Linked DNA regions of Mus musculus: regions 1 and 2 are each linked to region 3. A link is a contact called in public promoter capture Hi-C data. All regions are on one chromosome and are shown on one strand. Each heading gives the region's core, a stretch centred on a gene start, on an enhancer-like site or on the middle of the called end of the contact. The rest is flanking DNA. Distances are from core to core; before and after follow the strand shown. Region 1 holds the start of Scyl2 (SCY1-like 2 (S. cerevisiae)). Region 2 holds the start of Actr6 (ARP6 actin-related protein 6). Region 3 holds the start of Nt5dc3 (5'-nucleotidase domain containing 3).

Region 1 (4,431 bases), core at 704-3,203, 2.9 Mb after region 3:
CAATGGATGTGGCGACCGGGAAAGAAAAGAATGCCAAAGGTACTGTAGAGATGAAGCTAGACCAACAGACAAGAGGGCCTTACAGAGACATCAAGAATTTCAGTTAGGCTCTGTGAGGCAGAGGCCTTTGTGAGTTCAAGGCCAGCCTGGTCTACAAAGAGAGTTCCAGGACAGCCAAGGCCATACAATGAAATTTTGTCTCAAAAAAAGCAAAAACAAAAACAACAAAAAAAGAATTTCAGTTACTCCAAAAGGTAAAGCCATTGTGATCAGATCTATATTATGAGATGTCCATCCCAGCACAGAGACCACAGGTGTCAAGCCCTCTAGATGCAAGAGACCAATGTGACTGCAACAAGGAGGTGGTGCTGAAGATGAAGATTCAATATTTAAAAGGCAAACATCAATAGGACCTCATAAAAGATGTCGAATGAGGAATAATAAGAACTTAACAAATTTCAACTCCTATAAAATAGGATCAAAACATGTACGAGGACCTGGTTTTGGGGAGTTTTTTTGGTTTTTTGGTTTTTTTTTTTTGAGAGGATAAATCACAAATTTCAACTATGTCAACATGATTTAATTCCCAAATATAGAATGTATTTGTATAGCAATGTCCTACTGTATGGAATTACAACACATCTGTATTACATATGTAATCGTCTCTGACAGACAAAATGAATGATCTTCACATGTGCGTAGGTATATCTGAACAGAATAAAGCTCTATGTGTTCAGTTAGGCTCCTTTCCTTTGCATAACCACAATCCCCTTCTCCTCCAACCTTTATTAAGGAGGGGAAAGCCTTCAAAGTCGAAAAAGAATCTTCCAAGCAAACACCAGAACTGCTTGGGTTTTGTAATGGCTGACTGACTTACAGCATCTTTGTTAAATTGCTTTCTCTGAACAGAGGCGCACGACTCAGAAAACTTAAATACGGCGTTTCAAAGTGTCATCACACAATCCCTGGTTTTGATGTGCAAAGAAAAACCTCTAGCTGATAATTTACAATCAAAATCACTTTAAGGAGCTGGTCTGGAGTCTCTTCAATCCTGTTGAGAAAGGGAAACACTGTGTGTCCTTAATTACTGATCACAGGTAACGCGTCCATGCGAATCCCAAGAAGTTTCTGCAAGCTTTATCTGTCTAAACCTTTTTCTGTAGCTTAAACAGGCGCACTGGAGCCCCCATGGGGATTTCTTTCTCTCAAACCTTATCTGCCCCACCCACCTCACACACACAATAACCGTCCAGTCCAGAAAGACAACTACCATCAGAGAAAGGCGTCCGAAGTGCAGGGCCTTAGCCGGTGACCCCAGCTATCGGAACCAAGTATCAGAAACGAGGGGGGCTGTCTCAGCAGTCCCGGAGCACTGTCCAATTTCCCAAAAGGATACGGAGATCTCCACGGCGGAAACCCGAGCTCCTGCGCCAGCTCTGGGGACTCTCCCAGCAGCAGAATGACCCAGGCAGCGGGGCTCCCGTCGCCCGAAGGCCTCGCCCAGAGTCACCGGCCTCTGAGATCCGCTCCCTCCCGCTTCTCGCTACCTGGATCCGGCTTCCCGGGCCACCCACCGCCAGCCCGCCCGACCCGGCCCGTCACTAGGCAACAGTAGCAGCCGGGAGGCCCGGGGAGACCCGTAGCCCGCAAGCTGGCCGCAGACCCAGGTCGCCCGGTGCCCGAGACAGGTCACTCACCTCGCAGCCGGCTACCTGGAGGGGCGGTGCTGGGGCCGGTCCCCCGCCGGCTCCCTCAATGCCTCCGGGCTGTGACTGCTCGGGCCGCGCTCCTGGCCGCCACCGAACGCTTACTCCATCTCCTCCGTCACCCCCGAGTCCGCAGAACCCCGAGATCGAGGAGTAAAGGGGGAAGGGAGGGAAGGGACTAGGGAAGAAGAGCACGGTAGGGGGAAGAGCACCGAAAGACCTGCCCGCTCCTGCATGACGTCACTTCCGGGCGGTTCGGAAGGGTAAGGCTTGGCTTCCCTCCGCCCTCCCCGAGGCGGAGTGAGGCGGGGCTCCCGGGGCGGGGGTGGAGCCAGCCCGGGCCTCTGCTGACAGCCGTACCTGTGACTCTGATCACTAGTCTTCGCGGGCAAGACCAGCTTTCCGGGGCCCCAGGCTAGGAAGCCCGAGTTTCTGGAACCATAGAAGGGGATTCTCCAAGATAATGAGGACAGGTAACCAAATGTATATTGGAGATGACTGACAGTGACTTGATGGCTGGACACTGCAGCTCTGGTTGTGAGGCCCCTCCCCTTTTCTGTTTCCCAGGCCACCTGCCCTTGCTGGTCTAGTGACTGATTACATAGGACTCAGCTTTCTCTGACTTTCTGCTAAGTGACCTTAGAACCTAGAAAAGCCGTGCTTCTCACACAGGGCCGTGTTAAAGTGCAGATTCTGCTGCACAAGTAGGATCGGATGCTCTGCGTTTCTAAGACATTCTCAGATAACCCCGGTGCCACAGTTCCACAATTAGAGCAACAAAGATTATTTATCTTACGTGCTTAATGAAAGAAGTAAATTGTTCTGAAAAATATACCTAGGTGAAACTGGGCACAGCCTCTGTCTCCCTGCTATCCATCCAAGTAACCCGTACATAGTAGTAGGACTACTACCACCCTAACTAACCCTAACCCTGCCTCTCCTGTCTCTGCTCTGTCCCTGGTTCAGGTTAAAATGTCTTAAGATGGGTAATAGGGTAGATTCTATTACAAGAAGAATTGGAGGAGGGGGAGGAAGAGAAGAGGGAAGAGGATTATGGGGTGTGTGTGTATGTGTGTGTACATGTTTGTGTGGTGTGTTTACATGTTTGTGTAGGTACAGCTGTATGTACACACGCCAGAAAAGCTCGAGGCTAGAGGTTAGCCTTAGGAGTTGTTCCTGGGGAGCTGTCCATGTTTTTGAGACAAGGTCTCTAAATAGAACCTGGTGCTTTGCCTTTCTCTTATCTCTTCAGCTGTGAAATTAGGAGCACCCACCACCAAGCCTGGCTTTTTAATGTATGTTCAGGAGATCCAACTTAGATCTGCATGCTTAGAAAGTTATCATCTCACTAGCTGAGCCTTCTCTTTCCAGCCCCAGAAGGGTGGACTTTTATTTCTGTCCTTTTGCCAAGAGCATCTTATAAGTTATGTGTTGGTAATGTTACTTCTAGTTCTTCGTGGTCAAGAAAGGAAAGGCTTAGATTCTTGTATTCTGCACACAAAACATCTAGAAATCATGTTCTCTATATTTCAACTTTTTCTTTCTTACATGCTTTAATTTCATATTTTACTGGGGTAGGAGGAACTAGTTTATCTCTACTAAACATGAGTCTCTTTTTTGGAGTGATAAAATGGCCTGGGGTTAGATGATAGCAGTGATTGTACAAGGTTGCCAACGCACCAAGAAACACTGAATTAAACATTTTGACAGAATCCTAGTGAGCAAACCTAATCCTTTGCAGACCATGTGAGAATAGCTATCACAGGATATTTGAACACACTGTGAACCTCTGAGATTGTGTTACTTGCTGAAAAGGAAAAAGAAAAAGAAAGAAAGAAAAAGAAAAAAAGAAAAACCTGTTTCTAGTTGTGGTATGGCTCAGTCCTAGCACATACCTTTAATCCAAGAGCTTTCTGTTTATTGTAAACAGGATTACATTAAGTCATCGGTAGGTCAAGAGGCAGAGCAAGCTTTAAGTGAGGTAGGCAGGAGGTGTAAGCGAACTTTCCTCTTCACATACAGCACAGGCACTTTTGCTTCCTCTGGTGAAGAAGGGCTGCGAATGCCAAGCATTTAAGTATCTCTGCTCTAAATATTAGTCTTCCTTGGAGTCTCTTCCAGTTCTTCTTCCTTCTCTACATACCTTCTTTAGGCACCCAGTATGTTCTTGATTCTGTGACGATTTGATGAAAGAAATGCAGTAAAGGTTGTAACCATTAATGAAATATGGCTGCATCCCACCTGACTGCCTGTGGTGGTTAGAATGAAAGTGGCCCCCATAGGTTCATAGGCAGTGGCACTATTAGGAGACATGTCCATGGTGGAGTAGGTGTGGCCTTGTTGGAGGAAGTGTGTCACTGGGGGAGGGGGGCTTTAAGGCAGTCTATAACAATATATATATATAGCTAATAAGCTTTCTTAAATTATCATCAAAAGAAGACAGATTAGGCTTCCAAATAAAGGGTCAGTGTATATGATAATTCTCAGGTTAACACATTCTAAGGGTAATACAGTCGGCATAATAGAGTAAATTTCTGCTCTGAGTCTCTAGATAACCTTGGCTATGTTGGCTTTTAAAATGAGAAAGTATATCAGTTCCTCAGAAAACAAAAAGCTTCTCTCGGTATAAATATTTAAAAGTGCTCTCCATGATAGTGTTAGAGTAAATACATTAAAAATGTATATGTGATATATCCTCCATAGTAGGTTTAGAGCACTGATTCTC
Region 2 (4,394 bases), core at 1,856-4,355, 3.0 Mb after region 3:
GTCTTTCTCAGAGGGTCCTGAAGAACCTTAGGGTGGGTGTAGTCCTGCTGTTACATAAGCAAGAGGTTTGTTTTCTTTTCCCTTTTTATTTTAGATTATTTGGAGTAAGCAAACAAAAGCTTATTGCGAAATTAAGAATCTGATCCCTGTAACAGGGAGGGAGTTCAAAAGTATAGAATAGAAAATAAACATAAATATCAGCTATTTTACTAATTATTTTATAACTACAACAAGTTAGCACAGAGGCTAACTACTGTAAAAAAAAAACTACAATGAAAATGTAAAAAGAAATGTTCTCTTAGCAAGACTGAAGATCATGGTCTCTGGCAGTCCTTATTTCTAGCTAATTCTTCCCTCAAACTTTAAGGTACACATTCTTAACGCCAAGTTCAAAATGTTGGCGCACTCTGCCACAGACGACCAAGTTAAGAACTACTTACACTACCTTTAAGGATGAATGCTGACCTCCACGAGCTCAGTCTAGATAGGAAGACCATCCCATGTCCACACATGGATACACAAACTCACAGACACACATACATGGTGATACTGAGATAATACCATAAAAAGGTTGCACCTACTTTCACTTACTATTCACTAGCAACGGGTTTTGTTGTTTTTTTTTTCCCCCTGCCTTTTTAAATGTTCTTGGGAGGTATGATTTTAAAATCAGCATGGGCTGGGCTCAGTGTTATATTGCCTGTAATCCCAGATATTTGGGCACCTGAGGAAAAGACCATCACTGGAGGCAGGAGCTGGAAACTGGCCTGTGCGACACTGTACGATATTATGAGATGCTGCCTCTTAGAAGAAACTGGTGTGGCTCAGTTGTAAAGCACAGGCTTAAGGTCCTAGGTTTGATCCTAACGTCACAGTTAAAAGAAGCTGTCCCGTGTTCTAATATACTTAGCTGGTTTGCTACCCTTGACTATTTACCTTGCTTCCCTTCAACAACTCTGTGAAGTCCATTATATTTTGATCAACTGCACTTGATCATGAAGCCTGTTGTGGAGTGAGTGATATACCCAGCTTCACTCAACTGGAGGAAACTTACTTTCCGTCTCCCAGCAGGTACAAATGATAATTCAGTTAACTCTTACTCTTAGTGGCTAGGTTTTCATTCATTCATTCATTCATTCATTTCTTAAAAGAATATAGCAAAATAAAAGACAAAGTGAAAACTATCACATTGAAGCTGGACAAGACAAAAGAGAAGGAAAAGAGCCCACAAGAAGGCACAAGAATCAGAGACCCACTCATTCACACGCTCAGGAGTCCCAGAAACACACTAAACTGGAAGCTAGAGTATAAGCACACAGGACCTGATGCAGAGCTGTGCAGGCCGTGTGCACAGGGCTTCAGTCTCTGAGGACTCATGACCTTTGCTCATGTTGATTTAGAAGGCCTGGTTATCTTGCTGTCCTCCGTCCCCTCTGGCTCTGAGGGGACGGATTTGCTGGAGACAAACCATTTAGAGCTGAATGTTCCGAGGTCTCTCACTCTCTGTGTAAAGTCTGGCTGTGGGCCTTGATTTGTCTTTAACGAGATCAGGGGGCCAGGAATGATGGGTTATGCTTACAATTCCAGCACTCAGGAGGCTGAGACAGGAGGACTCTCATGAGTTTGAGGCCAGTTTAGGATACACAATGCCCAGCTGGGCCACTGCGTAAGACCTTATCTCAATAAAGAACCACAGGGGCTTGGAGGCTATATAGTTCAGTAGCACAGCACTTTCCTAACATGTCCTAGGCCCATAATTCATTCTCCAGCACATTAAAAACAAAACAGAAAATCTGGTTCTATATGTATTTACATGCATCTGTTTATTTATGTATTTATGTGCACAGGTATTTTTCCTGCGTGTATGTCTGTGCACCGTGTGTGTGTGTGTGTGTGTATGTGAGAGAGAGAGAGAGAGGGAGAGAGAGAGAGAGAGAGAGAGAGAGAGAGAGAGGGAGAGAGAGAGAGAGAGAAAGAGAGGAGTTACAGACAGTTGTTAGCGGCCATGTAGGTGCTGGGAATTGAACGTAGGCCCTCTAGAAGAGCAGAATGAGCGGGTTAGCCATTTCTCCAGCCCCATGTACCTAGTTCTTAATGAGGAAAAAAAAAACTTATGTGGAAGCCTTATATATAAATGGCTTCCATCACCACTAAAGCTGTGAGAATCTGGTCATATGAGAATCTGGTCATATGGGCTGGGCTAAGAAGTAATGTTGTGCTTGTCCACCGTGCAAGAGTTCAACATAGCATTAAAAAAAAAAAATTCAGTCAAATGCCCACTGAGTTCTGAAGTAGTGGCCCTCAGCTGTAATCCTAGCAACCAGGAGGTGGAGGCAGGAGGATCTTAAATTCAAGGTCATCCTGGATTACACGCTGTGCTGCAAGGCAGCAGGGGGTGTAGCTCTGTGGGAAGGTACTAATTACCTACGCAAAGTCCTAGATTTCAGTTCTAGCACTGTGAAAGTCTACTATTTATTCAAACATACATTTTATAAAACACATCTTAAGATGCCACCGTAGCGTTCCTGACTTTACCAACCAGGTTATTCAACTTGGTTCCCCAATGCCTTCAAACTCCCTGGACTCTAATGAAGTGGGTTTTACTATTTGGGAGGTTGGGGGGCATTGAACCTTTTGAGGATCCGATGAAAACCTATAATCGTGTTCCCCTAAAGGCGAAACGTTGCCCACTATTTCTGAAATTTCATAAACTTTAGTCTCCTCAGTCAATCTCGAGAAGCCTATTTCCCGTTACCAAACGGAACATACATTCACTTCCGCAGCCCCGCGGCCTCAAACAAAAAATCAAAGTCAATTTCAGTTCAAAGCATCAAACCAACCAACGAACCCAGCTCGAAACTGAGCATCCCCCGACTGAGGCTGGAGGCGCGCGATGGCGTCTGTGGATCACGCAAATCGGAAAGCATAGTCTGTCAAGTTAAAAGGCGTACGTGTCCTGTCCCTCGGGAACGACGACCACTTACGAGACACTGTCATGGCTGTAACCGATTTTGGCGTTGTAAGCTCCATTATCCAGAACTAGGGTCGTCATTTCGGCACGCACCACGCTGCAGCGGAGTCGCTTTCCCACTGTTTGAATCTCCTCTGCTCAGGCTTCTTCCGGTACTCTATGGTCGATGGGGGCGTGGCCGTGGCGTAAACTTCCGGTTACCCTGACAACGGAGTACGCCAGAAGTCGAGCAGCGGAGCAGCCCTTCCTGTGCTTGTATCCAGTTTTCAAATGCATCGATTTTCGGTGGCAGCGACATTCCGTAGTAGAAACTGCTAAGTACTTTATTTCTTTTGATTTTCTTTACTGCGCACATTGGCGAGTGGAAGCTTTTTGTGAGCCCTTTGGTGGGCTGCGTGTGCGTGTATCTGATTAGAGTTGTTAAGACACTCCGAGCCTTGAAGAATTGAGTATGAAACCATACGCATCGTGGAACTGGATACGAAGTCTCTTCAGCCTCACCTTCATTTCTTGGCACTCGTCATCAGGTTATAGAATTTGGTCACAATAAATTATGTATGGGCTGTGTTGTTATCTGCGTTGTGCTTTAACTTATTTGCACATTCCCCAACGAATCCCCCTGCTTGTTCTCCGCTACTTATTTATGTATCCTATCTACAAAGGACTTCTTGACATCTGACATGTTCCTTGTCTGCTCTGACTCCTGGAATTAGATATCGTTCCTGGGTGTTTCTGTACAACGGAGAGCTTGTGTTTCATAATGTTAAGAAAAAGTTTTGGAGTTGAGCGTAATGGTACACGCCTTTAATCCCAGCACTCGGGAGACAGAGGGAGGTGGCTCTCTGGGTGTTCAAAACCAGCCTGGTTTACGTAGGACAGCCAGACATACACGATACAGAGAGTCTCTCTCAAAATGTTTTGATTGGAATGTAGACTCTGCTACAAAATAATCTCGGGTAATGAATCTGATATAAATGAATACACAGCCATGCTTAAGAGTAAGTTAGCTACACAGAGAAACCCTGTCTCAAAAAAACCAAAACCAAAACAAAAAAAAAAAAAAAAAAGAGAGAGTAAGCTGTTTCACTTTCTTTACACGTATTAACTAGTGTTTAAAACTCCAGGAGATAAAGAGATGAGAGTGTGGCCTTCTAATTTTAAACTGTGACTATGACATTAAAAACATATAAGCGGGCTGGAGAGACGGCTCAGAGGATAAGAGCACTGACTGCTCGTCCGAAGGTCCTGAGTTCAAATCCCAGCAACCACATAGTGGCTCACAATCACCTGTAATGAGATCTGATACCCTCTTCTGGTGCATCTGAAGTCAGCTACAGTGTACTTATGTATAATAATAAATAAATCTTAAAAAAAATGTTTAAACTAAGCCGGGCGGTGGTGGCGGACATCTTTAATCCCAGCA
Region 3 (4,475 bases), core at 657-3,156:
GCTGGCGCGTGCTCGCAAGCTCTTAACAGACTACGCCAGGTCCCTAGCACCTATTTTGGATTCTTTCATCAGATATTTTCTTTTAACTCTGCAGGAGTGGTCACTATCCAGGTCTGGGGATTCAGTTTTCTTACTCTCTTATAACGCTGTATCTGGTTTTAGTTACAAAGGGTGGGTTTCAAGTGATCCACGTTTCTATGGTAAGTACAACAATCGTGATTCCACAGGGTCCTATAGTCTAAGAGAATATATAGAAGCACTCTTACCAATCGTAATTTAAAAAAAAATTCTATAGTATATTTTGACTTAAAAATTCACCTAAGTAAAATTGATGATTGTTATCACCAAAACTTTTTATTAGTAAAAATAAGAAAAGATAGGAAGTGAAATGTCCTCAAGTCATAAAGGAAGCTTTTAATGACCAGAGCCCATGGATTTGATAGCATATCGATTTGCACATTTTATTGTCCTCCAATTTTATCACTGATCCATAAAACATTAACCTGTAACAGTTAAGGATTACTTTCTAGCTACCGTCCTCCCTACCACCCAACAGAAGAGGGGACTCAGCTCTGTGACGATAGGCAAGCAATCTCACCTCTGTTGTGCCTCGGTTTCATTGTGTTTAAAGGAGAGACGCGGTACGTTCCTTTTAAGACAGCTGGGAAGAGTGTATGCGATAAAATATACAGCCAGCTTTCTATTAATGGTTTTCATTATCAGTCAGGGACTAGCTCCAGTGTCATCACCTTCCACAAAAACATCTGACTCTTCCAGCCCACAACTTGAGTCGCTAATGCTTGGGGTTGTCTCACACTGTGCCTTGTCTGTCCTCTCATTATTCTAGCCATTCCCACTATAACCGCCCCCCCCTACTCAGTGGTCACCATGGGATACTTTGGGAATTTCTTGGGGCCCAGTGTTTCTCAGGTAGGTCTTGAATTGGTGATAGAAAGTCCCGCAGGAGCGGCATGGAATAAGTGCAGTTAAGCAAGTGAGTGGAACAGGTACCAAGCGTGCTGCCAGCGTGGGCAGGAGACTGCTAATCATGTCCGGAGGACCTCTCTGGAGGTGGGAACCCGGCTTTCCAGAGGCCTGCACTGTTAAGGAAATTTACATTTATCGGGAGTCTTCAGGGGCAGGATCTTGCAGACGACTTTAGACCTCGAGTGTAATCTCGGCCCAGCAACTCTTTAAAGGGCAACTCTTGGATAGGCCCAAGCTCAGCCTCAGGGCAGTCTCAGAGAGGCACCTGAGATCCAGGAGATACCTGCAGAAGCCTTTGACACGGAGTGGGTCGCATTCCAGAGACTGGGATCAGAGATGGATAGTGCGTACACTCATCAGTGCAATCAGAATTGGGGCCCGCCACGGAAGGCAAGAGGAAGGTAGAGCAGAGTCTTGCTGGCAGCGATAGGGTCGGAGATGAGTCATCCTAGCCCGTGTGACTTCAACCACCCTCCGCCCCCTCCTGCCTCGCGGGTCAGGAAGTGACCGCAGCCGACCGGGCGCTGAGCCCTGGCAGCTCCGGCCACGCCCAACCCGCTTTCTCTAAGGCCTCGCCCTTGACTCCGCCTTTGACTCAACCCAGACTCCGTCCCACTCCATTTCCACAGGCCCACACCTGACCCAGCCTCTAACTGGCCTAGGCCCCCGGCTCTGTCTCCCCAGGTTCGGTCCCTGACTCTGCCTCTGACGCAATCGAGATGGTCCAACTCATTCTCTCTCTAGACCCTATTCTTTACTCAGCCGGGGCATTCCTCTTTCCAACCAGGCCCCGCCCCTGACCCAGCTCAGGCCCCACCCATCCCGCAGCTCCTAGCCTAATCCTTGACCCCGCCTCCTGCTTCCCTCTAGAACCCGCCCACCTCCCCAGCCTCGCCCCCGGCTCCGCCCCACCGTGGGTGGTTCTTGGGCCGCGCCGGCACTTGCTCAGACGTAGGAACTGCCGGCGTGCGTCCCGGAGCCTCGCGACGCTGGCCATCCGTGCCACTGGCAGCTTAGAGGCAGCATGGCCACGGTGGCAGCGGCGGCCCGCGGGGCCGGGGCGAGGGCGGCGGCAGGGCTGCGGAGTTGCGGCGGGGCCGTGGCTCGAGAACGACCGCGCTCGGGCTGCGCTCGGCGCCTGTGCTCTGCCCCGGCTGCCCCGGCTGCCGTGGACATGAAAAGCTACCTGTGGGCGCGCTACCACGAGGCGAAGAGGAGCACGGACGGTGAGTGCGTGTCCCAGCTTGCGCCGCCCACTCGAGGACCCCTCGGGTCCCCCGCACCCTGCCTCTGTCGCGCGGCCCCCGCGGGGAAGGCGACTCTAAAACTTCGCAACTCTTTTTTGGCTTTCCCCCGCCGGGGAAGCTATTTCATACCTGGGGATTGTTAAATCTGGAGTGTACATCGCAAGTGCTCTGGGCCGCTGCGAGAGTTCCAAGGGCGTCGGTAGGAAGACATTCCCCCAAACACCGTTAGGTGTCATTCACCCTGGGAATGGTAGTAGCAGCCCAGCTTGCTGCCGCGCTGTCCTAGACAGGCTCCAGCGCAGGCGACTGGGTCAGGAGGATGAGCCGGTCTCCCTTTTGCAGGGTGGAGTAGATAAAATGTGCTGTTTGAAAGGGGAGGGTGGTCTGGTTATCCACCGCCCTCTGCGAGGAGAAGAGGAATACTTGTGGTCAGGTGAACTGAGAAAGAGCTTGGCTGGGCGGTTAGGGAATCGGAGAAGGAATGGAAAGAGGAACCAGATTATAATAGTATCAGGTATTGATGTCGACTCTGAATCGCCCATAGCCTCCGGAGGAGGGGGTCATGTCCATTATGTAGACGGGAAGGGCGAGCAAGGGGCCTAAGCAAAAACTGATTTTGACTCAGGGTCGGGAATCCATTGTCCTGTGTGTTGCTTTGTGCTTCTTGCAGTCAAACGTTTGGAACCTGGAGTAAAGGGCCAGTGAAGCACAGACACTGAAGCTGTCAGAGGACACTGGGATTTGGGGAGGGGGTGGTTTGGGGAGGGTGCTACATGAGGAAGGGGGTTGGTGAGGGAACGTTTTTGTAGGATTTCCATTTGCATCTTTGGCCACATGCCTGTTCAAGTGAAACAAAACCCACCTGGAATATCTTCACAACACATTCCGAGGTGTAAGCAATGGAGACTTCTTTGAAAGAGTGGCTTATTGGTTTTGGCCAGGCAAGTGTTTTGAGATGGGTTGTGTATTCCAGGCCTTAAAGTCATGAGTCTCCTGTGTGTTCTATCCTTCCAGGCGGGCGGGAACCACCATTCCAGGCAAACGTGTGTCCTGTCAGGGCCCTGTCAGCTCTTCTCTCTTGCTTAGTTTCCTCTTTCTTTTTGGTCTTTTTGAGACAGGGTTTTAAGGTAACCTTAAACTTGAAGCAATCCTCCTGCCTCAGTCTTTCAAGTGCTGGAGTTATAGACACGAACCACTCACTACTCCTGTCTTTTGTTTTTCTTTTCTTTTGTTTTGTTTTGTTTTGGTTTTTTTTGTTTTTGTTTTTTGTTTTTTTTAAGACAGGATTTTTCTCTGTAGTCCTGGAACTCACTCTGTAGACCTGGGTGGCCTCGAACTCAGAGAGATCTCATGTCTCTCTCCTGGAATCCTGGGATTAAAGGTGTGTGCCACTATGCCAGGCTATTCTGTATTTTTGGTTAAAAACTTTACTGACATGTATGGAGAGAATGAAATACAGAAACCCCTATACAATATTTAAACCCATTTGGCTGTGGGATTGGGACAATTCACACATGTCCTCTTGAGGAGTGAGCTATGGTTAAATGACTCAGTGTTTTGGTATGTACCTACTATGGAACAATACTTAACAATAAAAAGAAGAGTACCATTCATCTAACATACAAAAAAAATGTATATTTTAGGGAGTTACACTGTGGAGTGTGTCTGTGGGGTGGGGGTAGGAAGCCAGTCTCCAAAGGTTGAAGGGTAATTGCATCTTTAGAAGAAACTAGAGGTAAAATTTCTTCTCTCTTGATATTTTAGACAGGGTTTACCCCTTGTGGCCTGTGAGAATTAGAAAGGTCCTGAAGTTTGTTCACCCATACAGAAAATGGGGATATTACTGACGTGGTAGAGTTTTGGTATGGTGTAATGAGTCCCCCCACCCTCCCAGTTAGCCTCTGAGAATAAAGCAGTATTGGGTTGTAGACAGAGATCAGTCCTGGGGAGTGTCGGTTTGGGGTGCTAAGTCCGGAGCATGAAAAGCTGAGTTTCTTCCTCTCTGGCCCTTAGTTGCAGTAAGGGGATAACATAGCTTGGTGTTTCTTCTTCCTCTTCCTCTTCTTCCTCTTCCTCCTCTTCTTCCTCTTTCTCCTCCTCCTTTTTCTTCTCCTCCTCCTCCTTCTCTTCTCTTCTTTCTCCTCTTTCTTTTCTTCCTCCTCCTCTTTTATTTTTATTTTTTAGTTTTTGAGACAAAGTCTTTCTGTATAGCCCCAGCTGTCCTGGAACTCTGCTTTGTAG

The links. Capture Hi-C pulls out chosen DNA fragments and counts their contacts.
Region 1: a contact with region 3 is called in a promoter capture Hi-C map of liver, with 4 times the contacts expected there. The contact joins the promoter of Scyl2 here to the promoter of Nt5dc3 in region 3. A contact is called at or near these places in 1 of 39 promoter capture datasets (pre-B cells) and 1 of 9 other capture datasets (liver).
Region 2: a contact with region 3 is called in a promoter capture Hi-C map of adipose tissue, with 4 times the contacts expected there. The contact joins the promoter of Actr6 here to the promoter of Nt5dc3 in region 3. A contact is called at or near these places in 3 of 39 promoter capture datasets (the C10 cell line, liver and pre-B cells), 2 of 484 Hi-C or Micro-C datasets (CD4 T cells and uterus) and 2 of 9 other capture datasets (adipose tissue and liver).

What each region holds. Positions count from the first base shown.
Region 1 is chr10:89,684,341-89,688,771 of GRCm38.p6, forward strand. It overlaps Scyl2 (SCY1-like 2 (S. cerevisiae)), which reads right to left and starts at 1,954. Exons shown (of 18, transcript NM_198021.3): 1 at 1,698-1,954. 1500026H17Rik (RIKEN cDNA 1500026H17 gene) reads left to right here and starts at 2,023. Exons shown (of 3, transcript NR_130956.1): 1 at 2,023-2,179.
Region 2 is chr10:89,729,190-89,733,583 of GRCm38.p6, forward strand. It overlaps Actr6 (ARP6 actin-related protein 6), which reads right to left and starts at 3,106. Exons shown (of 11, transcript NM_025914.3): 1 at 2,985-3,106. The coding sequence starts at 3,052.
Region 3 is chr10:86,777,099-86,781,573 of GRCm38.p6, forward strand. It overlaps Nt5dc3 (5'-nucleotidase domain containing 3), which reads left to right and starts at 1,907. Exons shown (of 14, transcript NM_175331.3): 1 at 1,907-2,213. The coding sequence starts at 2,012.